Regions from separate parts of the Sus scrofa genome. Here region 1 is linked to region 2. A link is a contact called in public promoter capture Hi-C data. All regions are on one chromosome and are shown on one strand. The core of a region is the stretch at or near the end of the contact, and the rest is flanking DNA. Distances in the headings are between cores, read along the strand shown.

Region 1 (5,118 bases), core at 909-3,408, 290 kb before region 2:
CTGCCCTTAGAGGGTATTCAGACCTGCCCCTGCCGTCCACAGCTTAGGATCACCCAGCATCTGTGTTCTCGTAAGAAGGGTACCCCACCAAGGCATAGGCAGCACGGCTAGGGGACCACACAAAGACCTGCCTGAGTTGGTCTTTCCTCTGGATGTCTCATAAAGTGTGATGAAGGCGACTCCCTGTGTCAAACTGCGTTGCTCCCCCTTCCTTCTGCGCTGCTTCCGGTGGGGCTCCATTTTTCCCCTCCCACTCTGAACACCCGCCCGCCCCAGGGTGCTAATTTTGGTTACGCAAGAAGGGGGTCCTCAAAGACTAAAGAAATGGACATCCTGAAAGTCAGACAGCCTCAGGCCCTAAAGGGGAAGCCAGCAGCGAGGAGGGAGCTAGGGCGGAGCCGGCGGCCAGTGGCACCACACATCCGGACCAATCGCGGTCCCGCCACGGCCGGCCCCGGCCCCAAATCACACTGCAGGAAGCCCCGGCGTTGGCTCTATCTACGCATGCGCTAGTCCACACCTTCGCCGCTGCCTGCATTCCCCAGTGGTCACTAGGGAGACAAGCACAAGCTCCGGCCTGCTGCGTCGGAAGGAGGGGCGGGCCCTCACCCGGTTAGGCTCCAACGCGACCTAACGGGAGCCTTAGCGGCCCGAGGCGCGCTCCGGGATGGCAGGGCGAAAGCTGGGGACAGTGTAAGGGGTCACGCCGCTAGGCAAAGGATGGGAAGAAGGATATCGGGAGAGGGGTCTCAGTGAAGCGAACGCTCCAACCTTTGGGTCCCAAGTTCTCCAACCCAGAAGGGAGATGCTAGGCGCTTTAGTTCTGAGAACAGGTTGTCTAGAGAGGGAAGTAGAATGCCGTCTGGGGTGTGCGCTGGCCCAGTGAGGCAGGATGCGGACCCCGCACTGAGCCTCCGGCCCAGGAATGCATTCAGCTGTCCGCTGCCACGAATAGCTGGAGACCCTGGTGGCCTGAAACTGAGTGACCTCCCCACAGAATTCCAGGACCAATCCGGGGCTCCTCGCTCAAGTGTACACTAATGCAGGCCCCCATTTTCAGCCCGCTGCTCTCATTCCTTCCTGTGCACGAGCAGGCACTAGCCCTTTCCGGCCAGTGGCCCCCTCCCCACCCACCCTCTCGTCTTCACCCAGTGAGTGCCAGGTGGCTTCCCATCTCAGCTGTGTCTCTCAGAGCGGTTCCCTTGTTCTTTGTCCTGCTCGCTAGTGTTGTCGGGCACACTCGTTCCAGACGCGGCTGCGGCCCCCTCCCAGCCACCAAGCCAGGTCAGGAATCCCTCTCTTCAGAGTTCCCATCCTGGCTCAGCGGAAACGAATCTGACTGGCATCCATGAGGACGCAGGTTCGATCCCTGCCTGACCTTGCTCAGTGGGTTAAGGATCCAGCGTTGCCCTGAGCTGTGGTGTAGGTCACAGACGGCTAGGATCTGGTGTTGCTATGGCCAGCGGCTACAGCTCCGATTCGACCCCTAGCCTGGGAATCTCCATCTGCTACCAGTGCGGCCTTAAAAAGACTTAAAAAAAAATCCCTCCCTTTGCCGTTGACCCCTCCTCCTTCGGTCTCGGCGGTACAGGAGGCCCCGGGGTCCCGCCTCCCCGCCCCATCCCACCCCAGCCCAGCTCCGGGGCCTGCCCACGCCTCAAAACCGCAGACTCGGGGGCCACATAGTGAGCGTACCGACCCGAGGCTCAGCCCTTTGTTTGGTATGCACGTTGCCGGCCTCCATTCCCACTCCCCAGACTCCATACTCCACTTTTCGCAGGCTCACTCCTGCCCTTGCATCCCATGCCCGCAGCACACCCCATCAATTAGCAACAGGTACGCTCCAGCGCCTCCCGGCTTTTCCTGGAATTAGTGAGTGTTCGGCCTTGACTGCCAAACTTCTTGTCTCGCGCACCGAGTGTCCGGCCCCGGGCGCCGGACCCTGCCTCCTCCCATGCCCAGGTCTGGCAGCGCTCACCGTAGCATCCTGCCCCGCGTAGTGGCTGATGACCCGGGAGCCCCCGGGGTGCCGGCGGGTGAACTTGGTGACGTTGTACACCTTCCGGTCAATCACGAGCCACTGTTCTTTGCCTCTTCCCGTGCGCTGCGCCACCTCCTCCCAGGTGAAGAAGCGCGGGGTCGACCCCTGGACCGGGTTCTCAGGGGCCATTGGGGCCAGGAGATGCCGCGCGCCAGCCGGGCTGGGGCGGTCAGGAGCGCGCACGGGACACGCGGGGCAGCGCGCGCCGGCCTCGCGTGCTCGGGGAGCCGGTCCGCTGGCGCGCACCCTGAGCCCGCGGTCCGCGCGCCGGCTTTTCAGCAACCAAGGCGGTGGGAGCTGAGCCCCGCTGCGCGCGTTCCTATTGGTCCAGCCGCGTGGCGCGGGGAGCGAGTCCCCGCCCTCCGCCGGCCCCGCGCCGGCGGCCGCGGCCGGAGGGTCGGGTTAGGCTGGCGTTGAACGGGGGCGCGCGCCACCTCGCGGGCCCGCAGCCGGGGGCGCAGAGGGATCCTGTTTCCCGACTTGGCGACTTTTGCTCCCAGGGGGCGTCGCGGGCGGAATAACGGTTCCTGTGGAGGCTCTTGGGAGCGGGCCAGGCGGCACCCAGTGCGGGGGCGCCCTGGGCTTCCAGGGTAGGCGTGGGCTCCGCCTGCGGCGAGGGGCAGAGGCCGAGCCGAGTGGGTGGGCGCAGGGCCCGCCTGGCGGCCGGGGAAGCCTGCCAGCCTCGCGAGGTTCGAGGTTGGAGGCTTCAGTGACGGCGTGGTGGACAGGAGGCTGTCCTAGGGGCCTGGTCTTTGGGCTGCTCCCCACCCCCCCGCCAGTCTCCAGACGCCCACCTGCCTGAGAGCCACCTGATGAACTCCCGCTTCCTCGCCATGCCACTCTACCAATTGTGCGGCTGGAATTAACAGTCAGAGAACCCTTGGCAGTTATCTTGTAAAGCAGAATTATGGTTTATTGGGGGTGGGGCGGGGGTGGTTAATGCTTTACTTTGCTCAGTGTAACATTTAAAATGCCCCGCAATTTTCCTATTTGCCTTTTATTGCTTGTTGGTGTTTTATTTCTGTTCTTTTTTCAATTAACTGAGATTCTTAAATAAAAGAAAGTGGCCCCGCATCTCCAGACCTCTGGGAAGCCCTGTGTGAAGAACCTGGGTCTTCTAGCTGAGGCATCGCCACTCCATCCTGGAGGCACCTGGGAGCCATAGGAGACCTTGAAGTAGAGAGATCAGGGCTCAGAGCTCTGAATTTTAGGAAGGGATGAGGAAGCACACAGAGGCTGGGGGACAGTCAAGAAACTGTTGCCTTTGCAAAGAGACTCAGTTTACATGCAAAATTTTATTTATTCAGCAAACCCTTTACAAAGCACTTACTATGTGCCTGGCCTTGTTTTTAGTGTTTTGCAAACATGTAATTTTCATAACAATCCTATGAGGTAAGGACCTCACTTACAGATGGAGAAATTGAACTGCTGAGAGGTTAAGTATTTTTGTCACACAGCCAGTAAGTGGCAGGACGGAGATTAGAACTGATCTGTGCTCTGATTGCTTAGCTCTGCTGTCTCTCCTCTGATTGTACTAGTGGAATTGCGCAGCCAAGGGAAAGGAGGCCAAACTTTATCCTGTGCACTGAGCTAGTCTTTGCCCCTTGGGGTCAGGAAACTAGAAGTATGGCTAGATATCTGGTAGAAAAGGACCTTCCTCCAACCCAAATCCCTCATTTTTTGAGTTAAGAAAATTGAGGTTCAGAATGGGGAAGGGACTTTCCAAGTTCCCACGGGGAAACCCAGATGGCCTGGCTTCCAGTTAAGATGCCAGGCCACTGCACCTTGCTCGGAAGTGATGGTCCATGCAGCTGCCCCTGTGCAGGCCAAATTTCCATTTAAAAAAAGACTTTGGGAGTTCTCTTGTAGTGCACTGGTTAAGGACCTGGCATTGTCACTGCAGCAGCTTGGGTGGCTGCTGTGGTGCAGGTTCAGTCCCTGGTCCCAGAACTTTCATATGCCCTGGGTGCAGCCAAAAAAAAAAAAAGACTTTTCCCAACAATTTAGCAGTGTATAACACAGGAGGTGGGGAGCAAGGGGCTCATGGAGGATGGACTTATGGGATTTCCTTAATGCAGCTGTCTACTTACTGTGGTATAGACTCATTACAGACCAGTGTATTAAACCTGCTGTTTTACAGATAGGGTGACTGAGATCCAAAGAGAGAGAGAGCCATACATCTAAAAATAGGACATCTCTGGGACCGGCCCTAGAAGAAGACAAAAAATAAAAAATAAATAAAAAGTAAAAATAGGACATCTGGGGCTGGAATTTACCCTTGTGACTCAAAAGGAGTCTTTGTACATATAAGTAAAATATTATACGTTTTAAGAGTCTCATGCTCTACCGACTGTGCTAGCCGGGCAACCTCTAAAAACTTTATTTATTTAGTCTTTTTAGGGCTGCACCCGCGGCATATGGAAGTTCCTAGGCTAGGGGTCAAGTTGGAGCTGTAGCCACCACAGCCACAGTGACTTGGAGTCCAAGCCTCGTCTGTGACCTACATTGCACCGCTGGATCCTTTAACCCAGGATGATGAACCTGACTAGCATCCATGAGGACACAGGTTTGATCCCCCGCCTCACTCAGTGGGTTAAGGATCCCAAGTTGCTGCAAGCTTCAGTGTAGATTGCAGATGCGGCTCGGATCCAACTGGAGCTGTTGCTGCCAGCCTACATGCCACTTACGCAGACCCACAGCTGAATTTGTGACCTAGGCCTAGCCAAGCGGAGCATCTCATTCCTCTGACAGCAGTCATTGGCCTAAGGGTCAGACCTGTGACCTCCAGCGCATTAGAGCATTCCTGGGGATTAGTGCAGGAAGCAGGGGCTGGGGAAGAATTCTTTCCTGGGGGGTTTCTCAGTAGCTGCAGCCATTTTTTTCTGTCACAAGGAGATGACCTTTCTACAGTAAGAGACAAGCAGACCAACAAGGAAAGGAAAGCAGAGGCAGATACCGAGGGTTGAATTGCTGCTTCCAGAGGCCCTGGTTTCTGAAGCTGTTTAATTCTGTGACTTATCTGGCTAGTTCTTCAGGCTAGGTGAGCCAGTAAATTTCTTTTCTTTTCTTTTTTTCCT
Region 2 (5,795 bases), core at 1,314-3,813:
CCTGAAAATCTGTAGTCCTCTAGGCAGGCACCACGGTTCTGCCTGGTTTGGGGTTACATGGCTGCCCTTGGCTCAGCAGTCAGAGAAAAATAAATTTTTGATTTTTGTTTGTCCTTCAGACCTCAAGTTCTATCATTGACTACAGCAATACCCCAGTCCCATATCGTGTTCTTCAAACCGAGAAACACCTCCCCCACTGAGGGGTCCAAGAAAAGAAAAGACTCTCTGAGAGTTTTAAGAGAGTCAATTTCATATTCCCTTAGATATGCCCTAAATGTTCTTTCTTTTTTTGCCTTTGTTTTTTTAGGGCAGCACCTATGGCATATGGAGGTTCCCAGGCTAGGGGTTCAACCGGAACTGTAGTCACTGGCCTACGCCAGAGCCACAGCAACTCGGGATCCAAGCCGTGTCTGCAACCTACACCACAGCTCACGGCCACGCCAGATCCTTAACCCACTGAGCAAAGCCAGGGATCGAACCCCCAACCTCATGGTTCCTAGTCGCATTTGTTAACCACTGTGCCACGACGGGAACTCCTATTGATGTCTTTTTCCCTCTTCTCCCCAGCCTCTAGCAACCACCACTCTGTTTTCTGCTTTATGAATGTGACTACTTTAGATACCTCGTATAAGTGGAATCATGCTTTTTTTTTTTTTTTTTTTTTTTTTTGTGACTGGCTTATTTCATTTAGCATAATGTCCTCAAGGTACATCCAAGTTGTAGCAAGTGGCAGGTGGCAAGATTTCCTTTTTTTTCTTCCTCTTGCAGTCAAATCTGCTGCCTATGGAAGTTGCTGGTCTAGGGGTCGAATCAGAGTTGCATCTGTGGCCTATGCTGCAGCTTATGGCAACACTGGATCCTTAAGCCACGGAGTAAGGCCAGGGATCGAACTGCATCCTCATGGTGAGGTTTGCAATTGGCTGAGCCCTAACAGGTACTCCCAAAGATACAATTTTATTTATTTATTTTCTTGGCCATGCCTACTGTAAGCCGAGCTCAGAGAAAAAGAGAATGAGTTGGGTGTTCAGGCAAAGAGAAGAAAGTTTGTTATAGGGGAAAGGGAGAGGGTGACAGACCCTTGAGAAGAGCCAGCCCCCCACCCTTCTCATGGGGCCTTCTTAGACCCCGTGGATGGGAAATAGGATTCCCTGAGGCGGGGGTGGGGGGTGGGAGAAGGTTAGTTATCTTTCGCCTGCAGCTGAACTCTGATGGTCACGTAGTCGTGAGAAAGTCAGAGGTGTCTCATGGTAGGGTGGTCTCATAATCCTGAGAAAGCGGGAGGTGTGTGGTGTCCCACAGGGAAGGGGGAAGGGTCTCACAGTCTTGGGAAAGCAGGCACCAGCAGCGAAAACAGGATGTCGCCTGAGCAAGGTGGTCAGTCTCATGAGTCAGCATAAAGAGCCATTTTAACAATGGGCCCCCACGTAGCCCCTAACACCTAGAGCATGCAGAAGTTCCAAGGCCAGGGATCGAACCCATACCACAGAAATATTAATGCTAGATCCTTAACCACTAGGCCACCAGTTAAGAACCGGATTTCCTTCTTTTTAAAGGCCTAAAGATATTCCACTGTATGTACATACCACATTTTTTTTTAATCCATTCATCTATGGACATTCAGGTTGCTTCCACCTCTTGGCTCTTATAAACAATGCTGCCAATGAGCAAGGGTGTACAAATATCTCTTTGAGCTTTAACTGTCTTATTTCACAGGTGATGGCAACCCTAACTCACAGAGTAAAGTGACTATCTAAACCGGCATCTCCAAACAATGGCAATCCTGAAATTTTGGATAATTTCTTGCTGATGGAAGGCAGCTCTCTGCACTTGTAAGGTGTTTAGCAGCTAGGCTGGCCTCTAGCAACTAGATATCAACAGTACCCCTTGCTCCTTCAAACAAACCAAAATCTATTTATTTACACATTGCCAAATTGGGGGTGGGAGGGCAAAACTGCCGCAGTTGAGAACCAATACTCTAAAGAAACACGCGGGTCCAGCATAAGCAGGACCCAGACTGCTGTCACCCCAGAAATGATGGCGGGCTCTACAAAAAGCCAAACTCCAGTGCGACGTACAAAGCATTTTCTTTTTTCAACAAAGCATTTTCTCAAAAGTGGCGGCACAGGTAAGGACGTCACCCCGCAGAGCTGTCAACGTTGGGGGAAGAAAGGGCAAAGCAGAAGAGCCACCTCCCACCCTACCCTATCCCACCCCCGCAACTAGAGCACGACTTCCGGCCCTCGTCTAAGGCCGGACGCCCCGCCCAGGCCCGCGGGGCCCTCGCAGTGCACGCTGGGATTTGAAGTTCCGGCGTGCGAGATCTTACCTGCGCAACTCCCACAGCCGGCTACCTCCTCTCTAGGCCGCGCGCGGCCTCTCCCGGAAGCTGAGCGGGTTAAAGTTTCAACACTTCCTTTCCCCGCCTCTTAGTCCCGCAGATTGCCTGTCGAAGTAACCAATAGGTGGCCTGACTGTTGCTTCCTTTTACTTGATTGGCTTAGATTTTTGCAGCCGCCCAGACAAACTTGCTAGGGATTGGTCGAATCTTCAGTTTTGAAAATCGTAGAGTTGGCCCGCGCTGCACCGCCCGGTGGCTTCCCTGCAGCCGCGAGCCCTGGAGGCCTGGAGCGGTGGGACTTAGGCGGGCTAGGGTGTGTGCTGGGAAGGTCGCCGGACTTGGATCGGAGCAGCACTTCGGAGACGCCGTGCAGTCGAGTGAGTGCGCCCGGGCGGCCGGCGGGGGTGCGGGGTAGATAGCGATTTGTTACCCCTCCGGCCAGTCCCGGAGTGGGGGGCGTGACCCCCCCACTCCCCGCTGCGGCCTGGCAGGGAACGCATTACCTCTTCCAAGTGACGAGGTGACCTGCTTTGGTTCTGGGGCTTGAGACGACCCTCACCCTTCACCCGAGAGAATAACCTCATCCCCTCCCCTCCCGTGCTTAGCATCTTCTATGCCTAGGAAGCCCTTTGTTCACCTGGGCGCGCAGAAAGTGCACACCCGCCGGGTCGTGTGACGGGATTATGCCAGGTGGCATTTCTGTACAGTTAACCCTCGCTCGATACCTCTGCCATCAGCTGGGCAACATTTTAGACTGACCATTTCCGGGGGCCAGTGCTGTCCCTGATCCTGTCACTCTCCAAGCACGTTCGCTGTTCCACTGTGTCCTTCTCTGGGGAGCTCAGAGCCAGAACTGGGCGCCTGCCTTTCTGAGACTGAAATGGAGTAGGAGGCAAAGGTTTGTGGTTAAGAGCGCAGTTTAAATCCAGGCCCCACCCCTGACTCACCGGCTGACTTTGACTTAACTTATCTTTGCCTCAGTTTCCTCATCTGCATAAAGGTCTTCTTGAGGTTGTGGTGAGGAGTGAAATGATAAGCCACCCCATCGTGGAGCAGGACTCTTTAAAGAAAGCTGCTATTGTGACCTTCCTTCACTGAGATGCAGTTGCAGGGGTTAGGTGTCTGACTTCCTGCACCCTCCAAAGAACAGGCTTTGTGGCAGAGAGTGATGGGGGCTCTCGTCTGGCATATGATGTGAGAGAAGAATTGGGAGAGGAAGATGAGCTCCCTTTGCCCTTGGTGGGATGTAGGATGCTCTGGGTTTGTGCTCAGGTTCTTACAGGTGCTGAAGAGGCCTTTGCTGCTCTTCCCAGGACCCTCATTCTCACGCTGAGTCCTCCTTTCTCAGGATCACCTCTGATCTAATGAAAGTGACCCTGTTTTAAATACCCAAGCAGAGGCTGCTGAAAACAGACTTCCTCATGGAAGAAGCACTTTGTGAAAGAAGCTCTCACCCACTTTTGCCATTTTGAACAAATATTTTCAAAACAGCAAGTTGTGGGGAGTTCCCGTTGTGGCTCAGCAGGTTAAGAATCTGACTAGTAGCCATGAGGATGCGGGTTTGGCCCCTGGCCTCGCTCAGTGGGTTAAGGATCTGGCGTTGTCGCAAGGTGTGGTGTTGTAGGTCGCAGATGCGGATTGGTCCAGCATTGCCATGGCTGTGGTGTAGGCCGGAGCTGCAGCCCCTAGCCTGGAAACTTCCCTATGCCACAGGTGTGTCCCTAAAAAAAGGAAAAAACTAATAAAATCAAAAAAATTTAGCAGTTTGTTGCTTTTTGGAGCAACAAACTCTTTTGTCTTCCTAAAATGATTTTCTCTTTCCTGGCCTCAAACTGGGCTCCTACACTTAGTCAGGGCTGAGCTCGGAACAGAGGGGCTGGGGGGAGCCAGAGGGATGGCAGCAGAGAGGCTGTGCCCGTGACTGGCTCTGCCCAAGGCCTCTGTGATCCTGCCCAGCTGGCCCTGCCCTGATTAGTGCTGTCCTTGGCATCTAGGCGTAGGGCTTTGGACAAGGATGGCATGTCCTAACCTGTGTAGAATGAATGCATGTGGTGTCCCTGTGTGTGTGTGTGTTGTGGGGGAGTGGGGGAGAGTGCCTGTAAGATGTTTATTTCGAGAGTATAGTGATAATAGATGGATTAATTCATTCAACAAGTATCCCTTTTGTACCAGGCACTGTGCGGGGCTCTGGGCTTTCAAAGCTACCAGCAAGACAGACAAGGGCTTGCCCTCAGGGAACAAACGTTTAAAGGTCAGAGACGGGCAGTTAAGCAGAAACAAAGTTACCCAAGTGCCATGAGAATTGAACCTGATTGTGGCTGGGGGTCAGGTCCTCACTGAGTTGCTGAGAGCCACATGATGAGGAATGAGCTATATAAAATAGGAGACAGAAGGTTCCAGACAGAGGGCAGAGCTTGCTCAAGGGACAGAGGCTCACGTGCCCTTTCTGGTGAGGCTGCAACAGGACCTGATATTAAGTTCTACTTAAGGAGTCCCCGGAGTTCTCATCGTGGATCAGCAGTTAATGAACCCGACTAGTATCCATGAGGATGCAGGTTCGATCCCTGGCCTTGCTCAGGGGTTAAGGATCTGGCATTGCCCTGAGCTGTGGTGTAAGTCGAAGATGCGGCTCAGATCTCTTGTGGCTGTGGCTGTGGTGCAGGCCGGCAGCTATAGCTCTGATTCAGCCCCTAGCCTGGGAACCTCTCTATATGCTGCGGGCGTGGCTCTAAAAACACCAAAATAAAGGAGCTCCCATCTTAGGTGGGTGGAGGCTGAGCTGTGCATGGTTCTTGGTTTTGAAGCTGCAGTTCGGGGTGATGGGTCACTGCCAGGGCATGAGACGTGCAGTCTGTAATTGCGGCTTATGAATGTTTCCCATTCATGTGTTCTTTCATTCATTTCCCATAGTCGGGATATTTACTGATCCCCTGCTCTGACCAGAATAGATGCTTCTTCCTTGCCTGGGGTTTTGGTGATGATTTTATAACTGAGTCTTAAGGAGAATACTGGAGTTGCTAGTTTTTTTTTTTTTTTTTTTTTTTTTCTTTTTTTTTTTTATTGCTCAAATGAATTTATCACATCTGTAGTTGTATAATGATCATAACAATCCAATTGGAGTTGCTAGCCTTTTAAGAAATTAAGAGAAGACATAGAAAACACACATACAGTTAACAAAGGGGAAAAGCAGGGAGGAATAAATGAGAAGTTTGGGATTAAAATATACACACTACTGTATATAAAATATGGCATTCCCCTTGTGGCTCAGTGGGTTAGGACCCAACGTAGTCTCCGTGAGGATGGGGTTCATCCCTTGGCCTCAGTCAGTGGGTTAAGGATCTGGTGTTGGCTGCAAGCTGCCGCATAGGTCGCCCATGTGGCTCAGATCCGGTGTTGCCACGGCTGTGGTGTAGGCTGGCAGGTGCAGCTCTGATTCAACCCCTAGCCTGGGAACTTC

Evidence for each region. Promoter capture Hi-C pulls out the DNA fragments that hold promoters and counts their contacts.
Region 1: a contact with region 2 is called in a promoter capture Hi-C map of liver, with 4 times the contacts expected there. The contact joins the promoter of FADS1 here to the promoter of INCENP in region 2. A contact is called at or near these places in 3 of 5 promoter capture datasets (fetal liver, fetal skeletal muscle and liver) and 1 of 2 datasets of contacts at active chromatin or transcription factors (skeletal muscle).

Annotation. Positions count from the first base shown.
Region 1 is chr2:9,732,465-9,737,582 of Sscrofa11.1, reverse strand. It overlaps FADS1 (fatty acid desaturase 1), which reads right to left and starts at 2,158. Exons shown (of 12, transcript NM_001113041.1): 1 at 1,979-2,158. The coding sequence starts at 2,158.
Region 2 is chr2:9,442,593-9,448,387 of Sscrofa11.1, reverse strand. It overlaps INCENP (inner centromere protein), which reads left to right and starts at 2,563. Exons shown (of 20, transcript XM_021082921.1): 1 at 2,563-2,715.